Regions from separate parts of the Mus musculus genome. Here all the other regions are linked to region 3. The links are chromatin contacts, called in public promoter capture Hi-C maps. All regions are on one chromosome and are shown on one strand. Each heading gives the region's core, a stretch centred on a gene start, on an enhancer-like site or on the middle of the called end of the contact. The rest is flanking DNA. Distances are from core to core; before and after follow the strand shown. Region 1 holds the start of Pop4 (processing of precursor 4, ribonuclease P/MRP family, (S. cerevisiae)). Region 2 has its middle 9.2 kb from the start of D530033B14Rik. Region 3 overlaps Zfp507 (zinc finger protein 507). Region 4 holds the start of Ccne1 (cyclin E1).

Evidence for each region. Promoter capture Hi-C pulls out the DNA fragments that hold promoters and counts their contacts.
Region 1: a promoter capture Hi-C map of hippocampal neurons shows a contact between it and region 3, with 3 times the contacts expected there. The contact joins the promoter of Pop4 here to the enhancer-like site in region 3. A contact is called at or near these places in 5 of 39 promoter capture datasets (the 3T3-L1 cell line, the C10 cell line, hippocampal neurons and 1 more).
Region 2: a promoter capture Hi-C map of hippocampal neurons shows a contact between it and region 3, with 6 times the contacts expected there. The contact joins two enhancer-like sites. A contact is called at or near these places in 1 of 39 promoter capture datasets (hippocampal neurons), 3 of 115 datasets of contacts at active chromatin or transcription factors (astrocytes, large pre-B cells and pro-B cells) and 1 of 9 other capture datasets (adipose tissue).
Region 4: a contact with region 3 is called in a promoter capture Hi-C map of hippocampal neurons, with 8 times the contacts expected there. The contact joins the promoter of Ccne1 here to the enhancer-like site in region 3. A contact is called at or near these places in 5 of 39 promoter capture datasets (the 3T3-L1 cell line, the C10 cell line, cranial neural crest and 2 more), 2 of 115 datasets of contacts at active chromatin or transcription factors (forebrain and large pre-B cells) and 1 of 9 other capture datasets (adipose tissue).

Annotation. Positions count from the first base shown.
Region 1 is chr7:38,269,972-38,272,671 of GRCm38.p6, forward strand. Pop4 (processing of precursor 4, ribonuclease P/MRP family, (S. cerevisiae)) reads right to left here and starts at 1,377. Exons shown (of 7, transcript NM_025390.4): 1 at 1,176-1,377. The coding sequence starts at 1,182.
Region 2 is chr7:38,173,228-38,175,937 of GRCm38.p6, forward strand. No RefSeq gene overlaps it. Among named protein-coding and RNA genes, the nearest start is that of D530033B14Rik, 9.2 kb to the right of the region's middle. Within about 2 kb of position 1,309, at least 65 of the 459 cell types and tissues checked have an H3K27ac peak or open chromatin away from gene starts, as enhancers often do. A contact at or near this core is called in hippocampal neurons, where this site is marked.
Region 3 is chr7:35,771,206-35,773,905 of GRCm38.p6, forward strand. It overlaps Zfp507 (zinc finger protein 507), which reads right to left. Exons shown (of 7, transcript NM_177739.3): 7 at 1,141-2,700. Among named protein-coding and RNA genes, the nearest start is that of Dpy19l3, 18 kb to the left of the region's middle. Within about 2 kb of position 1,331, at least 3 of the 459 cell types and tissues checked have an H3K27ac peak or open chromatin away from gene starts, as enhancers often do. A contact at or near this core is called in hippocampal neurons, where this site is marked.
Region 4 is chr7:38,106,130-38,108,829 of GRCm38.p6, forward strand. Ccne1 (cyclin E1) reads right to left here and starts at 1,361. Exons shown (of 12, transcript NM_007633.2): 1 at 1,193-1,361; 2 at 658-700; 3 at 467-554; 4 at 150-218. The coding sequence starts at 671.

The DNA of each region.
Region 1 (2,700 bases), core at 127-2,626, 2.5 Mb after region 3:
TCCACAATCCTGTTTCTTATTTGTTTGGAGGCAATCATCATGGTGGCACTGGGGCAGAGACTACAGGAGTAAATGGGAAAAGGAAGGGCCCATGACCAGAAAGTGCAGTTCACACTACACCCTATACACTGCACTTCTGAGCTGGGTGTGGCGGCACACATGGTTGATCCATCCCATTACTTGAGAGGTAGAGGCCGAGCTGGTTCACACGGTGAGCTCCAGGCTAGTCAGGAGTACATAGCTGACTTTATCCCAACAGCAACAATAAGAAACAAACAAACAAACAAACAATCCATCTCTGTCTCCCTGAGTATATGCTTGACCCAAGCAAACAAACCAAGGTACCACAAGTTTTATATACAGAATCTAGCTCTCTCTTGAACAATGGATCAAGATTGAACTTTATTGTGATAAACATGCAGGGGCTGGAATCCCAGGAAGAACTTTGTTTTATTTACCCCAGATGCCTCGCATCAAAGTTGAAAGTCTTTCTGCAACATGCAGTAGGTGTGGGACACTCACAGCTTGTCAAGCGGTTGGTTGAGTGAGTGTGCATATATATTATCTTAATGTCATTAATCTTTCTAAGCAATTTTTAACAGTAGCTCTTCTTTGTTATGCACATAATAAAGTGGTAGCTGAGACACGCTAAGAAACTTGTTCTCAGACAAAAAGGGCATGAATCACCAAATCAGAGGCAATATCTTTACCTCTCTCCTCTAGTACTGCCCCAGTGCTTGGCTGCCCTTCTGGGCACAGCTCTTTTCGGCTCAAATTCCAAAGCCTTAGGTGTACGATACTGCCCCTCAGCAGCTTTTTACAGGGGCAAGGGTGAAAACCAGGTGGCAGAGGGGTGCAGGTCCTTGACAGAAGTTATACGGGAAGGTAGTAGCTAGGTCCGGTCAAGAACTTGGACCCATCTCTTCTAGTTCCCCCGAGAGGCCCCTGAGGAGAGCACACAAACTCGATCCTGACATTTATTCCTAGCTAAGAGACTGAGACGGCGGATTCAGACTCCGGGCCTCCATTTCTTTTGTGTACTAAGGTAATTCCCTGGAAGTTGCCTTAGGACTCTGTTGAGACAGGTATCCCTGATTCATTTCCCAAGCCAACTTCTAGTTCCGAGGTTCTATATTCCCACCCCGGCCCCGCTCCGCGTCCCTCATCCCACTTACCCTTCATTGTCGGCCAGCTTCCGGAGCTCTCTGGCGATGTCTCCTTCAGGCCTCACTCATTCCTTTCCTTTCTTCGCTTTGTTCAGCGGCTTTCTCCCGCCGGGACGCTGCTTTTTTGTTTAAAATTCCACTGGAAAAATCCGATAAGCCCAAGAGACAATTAACAAAGTGCACGGACTTGCTCCACCCTGCGTCAGGGGATGGCGACCAGATTTCGGATCGGGCGCCTCTCTGACGTCATTGACGCGACGGCATCTGTGTGCGTCCGTCACTGGCACAGGCTCTGTGGTTGAGAGAGGAGCGGATTTTGCGGGTCTGCTGTGGTGTTCAGTATGCAAGTGTCTGTAACTGGAGTAGTCGTGTTGGGGGGTCAGGATTAATGAAATGTAGCGAGAGCAAGCTGCCATAGAGAGGACGCGAGGGAGATTGGGGACGAGGGAGGGCACAAGTTGGCCGGGGATATCGGCGGTAACGACTGTGGGATTCCTTTTTTTTTTTTTTTAAGCAAGAGGCTTACAGTGTTGCCCTGGGTAATCTAGAATTTACTCCCGAGAATACTAGTCATATTTTGTACTGGTGGCCGGGGGTATTTAGTCCTGTTTCTGCTACTAAATACTTTTATGACCTCGTTCAAAGGTCTTTTTCCTATTAGTAAAGAAAAAGAGTAGGTTTATTTGCTATCGGATGCAAGAAGGTAGAGACGTGTAGTTAGTGTAGCTAGTATAACAAAAGTTACATTTTATTATGCAAACGGTCATTTCATAGGTTCACCCCCTAAATTCCTAACTACCTAAGCCTATCTCCCCAAGGCTACCCTCCTGTGTGACTTATCTTAGCTGAAGGTCAGGTCCAGTCTCCAACAGAAGTTTTTGATTGGAGTGTCAGATTACTCTCCAGCCGCAGGGCAGATGAAGGTGGCTTCTCTTCAGTTGTGCAGAGCAGAGCATTGCTCTTGGTGCCCACTAATACACTGTCCACTGGGTGTCATGGGGTTCTAGGACTGTGTCTAGTTGTCTTGAGTGATGTAACTGGGTTCTGGTTATCAGGTGCTGCCTTGGGTGTACTGGGGTTCCTTAATTAAACGTTTTACATGGGGTTCCTTAGTTAAACGTTTTACATGTCTAAAAGGCACCTATCTTCTTCTTCTTCTCTCTCTCTTTCTTTCTTTCTTTCTTTCTTTCTTTCTTTCTTTCTTTCTTTCTTTCTTTCTTCTCTTTCTTCTCTCTCTCTCTCTCTCTCTCTCTCTCTCTCTCTCTCTCTCTCTCTCTCTCTCTCTCTCCCTCCCTCCCTCCCTCCCTCCCTCCCTCCCTCCCTTCCTTTCTTTCCTGTGCTCATTGCATCTTACCCCATTGGTCTCAAAATGTTTGCTCTTTTAAAAAATTGATTCTTTTTCACTGAAGACAGTGTCCCAGACACTTGCTTTGTGGTCTAGGCTGAGCTTGAAAGTGCAACATTCCTGCCTGGCCTTCTGGAGCATTGGAATTTATAGTCTATCTTATTATATCCAGTCTAGAAGGCATTCTTC
Region 2 (2,710 bases), core at 59-2,558, 2.4 Mb after region 3:
GACCCACATCAGGTGACTCACTATCCCTTGTCACTCCAGCTCCAGGGAATTCAATGGCCTCTTTTAGCCATCGAGGGTACCAGGCCGGCATGCACATGGTGGGCATAAACGTACACACTCTTTCACACGCGTGTACACATATAACAAATAAATGAATATATACTGCTAGAAGAGAAGGAGGAGGAAGAAGAAGAGAAAGAAGAGGAGAAGGAAGAAGAGAAGGAGGAGAGAGGAGGAGAAAGGCAGCATAGCAGAAGCGGCTGCAGAAGCAGGCTTGGCATTTCCTATCCGGCATCTCTGGGCCTCCGGTGAGCTTCAGCCCTCTAGCCTACCACAGGGAAAAGTTGTTTGAAGGTCTGTCCCAATAAGCACCTTTATAACAATCCCTTGAGAACTCATCCCAGATAGATCCAGGGTACCTGATCCTTCCAGTCAGACATTGTGCAGAGAGAGAATATCAGAGCTAAGGAGGAAGAGCCGGAGACTGTCAGGTAGAGGTGGGCTGCTCTGGGGCTGCTCTGTTCCTGGGCCACGGGAAGGCCTGGATCTCCCGGTAGTTTGAGTGCTGCTCCTCAGTTGATCCCGCTAAAAATTCTGAAAGGCTACAGGACATTTTGGAGTTCGGATATTTTCCTCTGAAAAAACTGACTTTTTAAGAAACTTACAAAGTGAATGCGTTGTAACTGTTTTGCAAATATAACTTCAAGAGAGACCCCTGTCCCGCTGCTCTCCTGGTCCACGCACCCTCCTCCCTGACCCCGACTGTCCCCGCAGCAAACAAGTTCTGGGGCCCTAAGAATGTGAGAGGGCTGAAGTCGGTAGGGGGCCGGGTGGGAGAATGGACTCTCCTCTCCAGCCCAGGAGAAAGGAAGCTGGTGTCTGGCACGCCCGTGCATCCTGGCGGGGTGATTATCTCAATAATAAAGGACAGGAAAATTTTTATTTCGTGTAAACAAAACAAAAACCCGGCCGTGATTCATTAATGTCATTGAAACGGCATGCAAATGACAGGATGGAACTTAGCAGAAAGCAGCTTGGTGCAAACAACAGGCATTGTTTGGGAGCGCGGTCCTCATTCGTTTCAAATCCACAGACACGATTTCCTGGGTGTATAATTGTCCCCCCGCCCCCGACAGCGAGGCTGGGCCCTTTGTTTCCCTGGCTCTGCTGCGTGGAACCGGTGCCGTGCGTGCAGCCCCCGCACAGATGCCGCCCGGCTTTTGTTTTAGAGGCCGAGACACAGAGAGCCGGGCGCACGTGTGTCGGGCGTCCCTGGGCACAGTCCCCCTCCTTCCTGCGGGCCCCATTGTCTACCGCCTAGCGGCAAGTGGCTTTGCAAATGGTAGGTTTCTGCAGCTATTCCGAGGAGCTGCTTAACAGACATCGCTTGGCTTGCAGAGATCCGTTTCTGCGAGCCCAGGCACCAGCAGGGCAAATGCAAAGTGTGTGCCTCTGGTCCCCGGAACAATGTGAGCCTGAGGAGAGGATTTAGGCCTCACAGAAATCAGTGGGTTTAGGCCTGGCACCCAACAAGGAGGTACCCCTCCCCCGCAAAAGAATCTCAGTGTGTCCCTGAATTCCAGACCCAAAGATGTTCTTCCACACTAAAGTCACCCTATTTCCAGAGGGATGGGAACATGGGCCTTTGACGTGAGAGGATTTTCAGCATGGAATTGGGGAAGGAAGGGCACAGGAGGCCTGCCCTCTATGAGGCAGCTGACGTGTTACAGTCTGTAGGCTAGGGAGGGATGGAGTAGGGTCGGGAGATAGTGTCCCTGACAGTTAAATCAAGACCTTACCAGGTGTCGGGTCACTTATGTATCCCCAGAGACCCAGCTCCAGAAGAGCCACTTACAAATTCCAAAGCCTTTTGGAAGGCTCAAACAGCGGGTCTTCAGTCCTGGATAATGCTCTGCTGTTTTTCCACACGGGTTTGTGTGTGTGTGTTTCAGCCTCCACTCGAGTTGGGGTGGTGAGAAGCTCAGAGGTCCAGGAGACCTTCCCCTCTGCTTTGACTCTGTTTTCAACAGCCTGACACTGTCTTCTATTCCCTCATCAGCCTAAGAATTCACCTGCCTGGGGCTGAAGAGATTGTTTTTAAAAGTTAAGAGCACAGAGATCAAGTGGCCTGAGCCTGATTCCTAGTACCCACATAGAGTAGTTCATAATCACCTATAACGTCAGTCCCTGTGGTGTTGGAGGTCTCTGGGCTCAGGGGCATACAAATTCATGTGCACACACACCCATACCCATATTCCCTCACCACTCACACACACACACACACACACACACACACACACACACTGCACATTAACTTTTTAGTGTGCAACTGGGGGCCTCCATGCTTCTCTAGACCTAGGATCTGCCCCTCCAACATCAGCAGCATCTCTTGGCTTGACATAAGGTCAGAGACAGCTTCCCAGAGTGTAGTACTGGTGGGGGACTTTCCGTAGACCTTATTCTCTTGTAGGAAGGATGAATGGCTTAAAAGCTGGGTGTGCAGCCCAGGATTTGAGGCTTCCCCTTTCCCAGGGATGATCCAAAGCCACTGCTGTCCGTGGTTTATTTAGCTGTCAGTTTGACTGGACTAAGAAGCATCTAGTGAGGTGGGCATGGTGTGTGGGCTTGTGCACAGGATAAGCTAAGCCTCTGATTTCTCTATTATTAATGTCACAAGAGTCTCACATGTGGCAGCATACAGCACCTCTAT
Region 3 (2,700 bases), core at 81-2,580:
CATGGATTCATCATTTGATGCCACTATCAGAGGTGGGGCCTGGCAGGAGATAACAGTTCCTGGCTCTGCCCTGGGTAAGTCTTATGTTTTTATCTTGTCACCTGTCTGCCTGCCCCTCCTCACTGAGCTATCCACCATGATATCCTAGCCACTATGAGCTCTCTATCTGCTTTGCATGTTCCCACCATAAGATCCTGCCTCACTGCAGATGATCTTGGCTAGAAGCTTCTGAAACCATGAGCCAAGTCAACCTAAGAGGGTTTTATTTTGGTTTGGTTTTGTTAAAGGTATTTTGCTATAGAAACGAAAAGCTAACACAAAGTGAAATGACTTTAACATGTTTTATTTAACTCAATATAGCCAAGCTATTTTAACACGTTGCCAACATATAAAGCTATTGGGATGCTTTACGTTCCTTTTTGTACTCAATTTTTGCAACTGTTCTGTTTTACCCTCAGAACACAAGTCCCATCTCCAGTGCTCAGTAGTCATGTGGCTATGGCTGTCATATGGGACCCCATGATCTGGATCTAGGTCCCCCCCTGCTCTGACTTATACTCCTAGCTTGTCATGGCACAGTGTTGAGATCTGGTCCTTGAGAGAAGAGATAGGACCACATCACCCTACAGAGAACAGTCCAAGAGGCTGTAGCTATCAAGGAGAATTCTTTGTTTTGAGTCACTTCCAGCTGGGAGGGCCTGGGATCCTAGGGCACGAACTGGGGGAAGCAAACCCAGTGCTGTAGTCATTAGAGCACCTGTGGCCTCTGCAAGGAATCGACTGTAAGAGATTGTTTGGTGATAGGCTACGAGAGGATCGAAGTATGAGGAGCGTTGTAGTCGGTGGCCTTCAGCAGTTCTAATTACAGGAAGGGAGCCGGCACCCCCAGCTCAGCACTGGAAGCATCGCCATGTCTGCTGTGGAAGCTAAAGGGCTGTTGAACAGGGGAGAAGGCCCAGAGCCCATGCTTGTGAAACGCAGCCCTGGTGCGCCAGGGCTACCTCAGCAACTTAACAGAGCCTAACAGTAAACCCCAACCAGCTCCCGGGAAGCTTTCAGTGGCTTAAATGCAAGTTTCTAACTCAACAAACCCAAGACAGGAATACACGCAGACAGCTAAGGAAACTTAGAAACAAGTGGTTTTTTAACAAAAAAAATTTATTACCAAAATACAATATTTAAGTCAATACATGGCAAACTCCTGTAAAGCAAAATAAATTACTCTAATTTTGGACAGTTCTTCTGAAAATTAAGAGGTGCCAGCCAGAGAGCTTGCTGCACTCACTCTTCTAACCAGGCGGCCTGTGCTGCCACAAACACGGTTTGCAGCGTGATGGGTGGGCGGGCAACAGAATGTCACCAAACGCCAATCATCCAGTTTTAATGAATCAGCGTCAGAATCAATCATTGCTTTTTTACATGGCGTTCCAGAAGTTTCTCTACTTGGGCTACAGAAGCAAAGCCATAGTGTTACACAATACTTATTTCTTTAAAAAAAAAATACATGTCTTTACGCCCATGAATGTCAAACTCAAGTTTCTATTAAATATATTTATAGACTATTACTTTGAGCACCTTGCTGCACAATTGAAAACCTGATTAAATAAGTGCTTATGAAACTGAGACCAGAGACACCTGCTCATCTTTGTCAAGCCAACTACGCTGCAGAGATGCGATGTAAACATGATGCTCACATTTGTTTTGTGAGGAAAAGAACAGTAATTACAAAGCCACCGATGGTAACCTCGAACAGGGGACTGAGCGGTCCAGGGCAGAAGCTTCAGCCGGTATCGATCGCTGCGTGTGGTCAAGCCACAGATAAAGTGAACAGGCACATGGCTGACAGGCCAGTGAGGGCATCTGCCAGAGTCCTGTGATCACAGCAAGGGACAAAATGATATTTATAAAGGTCACAACTGGCACCTCTCTCTCCATCTAATGTTTACTGAACACAGTAATTTTAAAGCAGTATTCCCCATTTGCTCTTAGAAGCGCAGGTGGTCAGAGCAAGAGACAAAAATCAGGGTTTCCCATGCCAAAGCTTAGAGCAGTGGTCAGGATACTCCTCTGAGCAGTGACCCTGACCGGGTAAGAGTCTCCCCAGCAATGACAACCATACATACATGCTTGTGTTACTCAGAATCTTGCTTCGTGGTAGAGCCTTGCTGTAAATGCTATCAGGACATGCAGGGCCCAGGCCCAAGGGCTCATATGAACGCACGACAGAGCGGAGGCTCTGAACCTTTGGGTTATTACATTTCCCCGTGGGTGGGGGAAGGCTTGCACTCATGCTTGCTATCATGTGGTCTGAAGGGACGTGGAAGCATCTTCTGAAGAGCCAGCCGCCCTGCTGAAATGGTAGGGGGTTTGGGTGATTACTATTTTTTAACCAATTGTGGAAAATTAAAGCCACAGAAAATTCACTGAAGGCTATTATTGGTTAGACTAACAGCAAAATGAAAACCAGACCCAGTAGGCACAATAGCAATGGGTGATAAAAATGGAAACATGAATTTTTTTTGCATTTGGCATTAAATATAAATATTTGAATTGTGAAAATATGAGAAAATTCATCTAAGTCCATATAGAATAAATTTAGGGAAATTGAATTAGTATCTATAAATCCATTTTCTTATTAAAATCCATATAACAGAAATGAATTAACCTTCACAGATAAATTAAGCCTATCTTGGCAGGTGT
Region 4 (2,700 bases), core at 111-2,610, 2.3 Mb after region 3:
CTCCCACAACCCCAGGCCCAACTGAGACCAGGCCACATTGACAAGCTTCAGAGGTTCAGCCATGTGGCCTGCAGCTCTGTTTTGGGAAAGTTGGAAGAAAGAAAACCTGGAACCCAGGAGGCAGAATACCCTGTAGGCAGCAGACCTACCTGACTGCTATCCTCGCTTTTCACAGTCTTGTCAATCTTGGCAATTTCTTCATCTGGGTCTTGCAAAAACTAAAAAAAAAAAAAAAAAAAAAAAAATCCCGGTCCACCATGGGTCCACATGGTGCGACCCAAAGACAAAAAACACAAGAGAAAAAGGGGGAAATGTTTGTTAGGTCATGAACGACATTCAACTAAAGGAAACCTCTCTCTCAACTAATTCTTTTCACTAGTAGGTAAGAAGAACCAAATTTGGTACCCAGGTAAGATGGAAGGGGGGGTGGGCTGTCCCCTTCCCAACCTGTATCCTTTGTACTCACCACGGCCACATTTGCCTTCCTTTTTCTGGAGCGGACTGAAAGGTCGGAGCCACCTTCTTCTTTCATGTTGCTGTGGTCCGTCGAGTCTCTGCAAGGGCATGGTGTCATGGGGTGCTGCTCCCCAAAAACTCAGGCCGCCCCTCCCCCACCGCTACTCACCCTTACCCTCCCGCAGCAGGGAGGCCACTCACCTCTCCCTTGGCATGGCTCAGGACTTGGGCTTGGAACTCAGACCTGGGAGGACAACAAGCAAGCATCGTGGTGAGCACGGCCCGCAGAGGGGACCTGAGTCTTCCAGTTCGTCCCGGGCACCCCTCCCCCCTCCCGCGCGGGCGGCGGCGGCGGGAGCCTCCTGGGCCCGGAGGCCGGCCGGGAAAATGGCCGATGGGCCCGGGTGGCTTGTCACCCGCAGGCGCCGCCAGCAGCCTGCGACCCTGGGTCCGAACCTGAGGTTGGGGATGGAGGCCCAGCCGCCCTTCAAGAGGACCCCCCGCTCCATCACCGTCCTCGGGGCCGGGGCTGCCTCAGTGTCCCTTTCTACACCTACCCCTGACCCGTCTCTCACAGCCACCCCGGCCGGGGCACCCCGAGCTGATACCTCAGGGGACCGGGTGACCCGGCCTCGCCCCACCCCCACCCGGGCCCGGTCCGGTCTGGTCGGACCCGGTCCGGACGCCTGGGAGTCGTGGGAGTCCCGGGAGTCCCGGGAGTCCAGGCAGCCCGTACCCGAAGCTGTGTCCGCCGCAGGCAGGCGCGCTCGAGCGGGCAGGAGGCCGACGGCGAGCGGGAAGCAGGAGGCGGGAGGCGGCGGCCGAGCGCGCGGCGCTGGCGGGATCCGCGCCTGCCCCCTACACCGCGCTGGCTGTCGAGCCGGCTGCTCCTGCGCCCGGCTTCGAGCGGGACATTTAAAAATCCCAGCGCGCGGCACCGGCCCCGTCCCGCCCTCGCGCCCCGCCCCGAGGGCTGCGAGCCCCTCAGCGGCCGCCGCAGGCCCGGGGCCCGCCCCGTCGCCGCGCGGACCAGCGAGGAGCTCTGGTGGGGGCGTGGCCTCCCGGGGGGCGTGTTCTTTTACGGGCGTGGCATGCACTAAAGGGGTGGGGCTAGATGTCAGGGCCTGCGCGCCGGGGGCGGGGTGCGGACGTGGTAGGCGGGGCCTGCGCGGGGCGGGACGCGGGAGAGTCGTCTGGCGCGCGCGGCTGCGGGGCGGGCTCGCTGACGCGGGAGAATCTTGGCGCGAGCGCCTGAAGGATTCTGAGCGTGCGGGGCCGGGAGGAGCGGCATGGGCCGCCCAAGTGGAATGTCAGCAGGGCAGATCGCAATGATCGGCGGCCGGGCTTGACTGGAGTGAGGCACGGGAGGGCCCGGAGTTAAGAACCCGTCATCCGCCGGTCTCCCGCGCGCGCGCACTGTCCCTCCTGACTCGTCCTCCCCGCCCCTGAGACGCAGAGTTCCGGGCCGAGTCCGGCGCGTGGGTGTCCCCAAGGTCACAACAGCTTGTGGCTCCTGGGACCGGAACCAGCATTCAGGCTGCTGCTGTTAGGTCTCCTGTGGACCAGCAGCAGGTCCTTTAACCTGTCAGTGTTTCTGGTCCATTCATCCACCCATTCATTCATTCATTAGGCTACCCAAGCACATTTCTGTGCCTCTAGCACACATGGGCCCAACCCGTTTGCAGAAAGCCTCTCTGACCCTTAGGTCCCCATGAGGTGAGGCAGTCTCCAGCCTATAATTTTACTCCAAGTGTTTTCATCAACCTCAGAGTATGCACATGCCTCACAAACGTGAAGTGACCCTCACCCACCCCAGACCTGACCTTCAGCCCTCCGCCCGAGCTGCTGGATCCAGCATCCGGTGCCCTTTCGCACCCCAGAGCCTCAGAGCTTGCTTTACTCTCTTCTGACCCATTCCAGCTGTTTGTGCTTCCGGAAAACTTGAAGGTCTTTGGTAACCACTTCCTCTCCGGCGTACCTTTCCCCAGGACGTCCCCTCCAGTGTTAAACTATGGCAAAGCACTTGTTTCTTCCAATCTCTTGTTCACTCTGTTTTCTTATCCCGTTGCCCCTTCTGTATCTTGGACCAAAAGGGTCACTTCCCTTATGTTAGTAAATGATATAGAAAGAAAGAAAGAAAGAAAGAAAGAAAGAAAGAAAGAAAGAAAGAAAGAAAGAAAGAAAGAAAGAAAGAAAGAAAGAAAGAGAGAAAAGAAACCCACACTGACCCAGGTCTGTGGAACA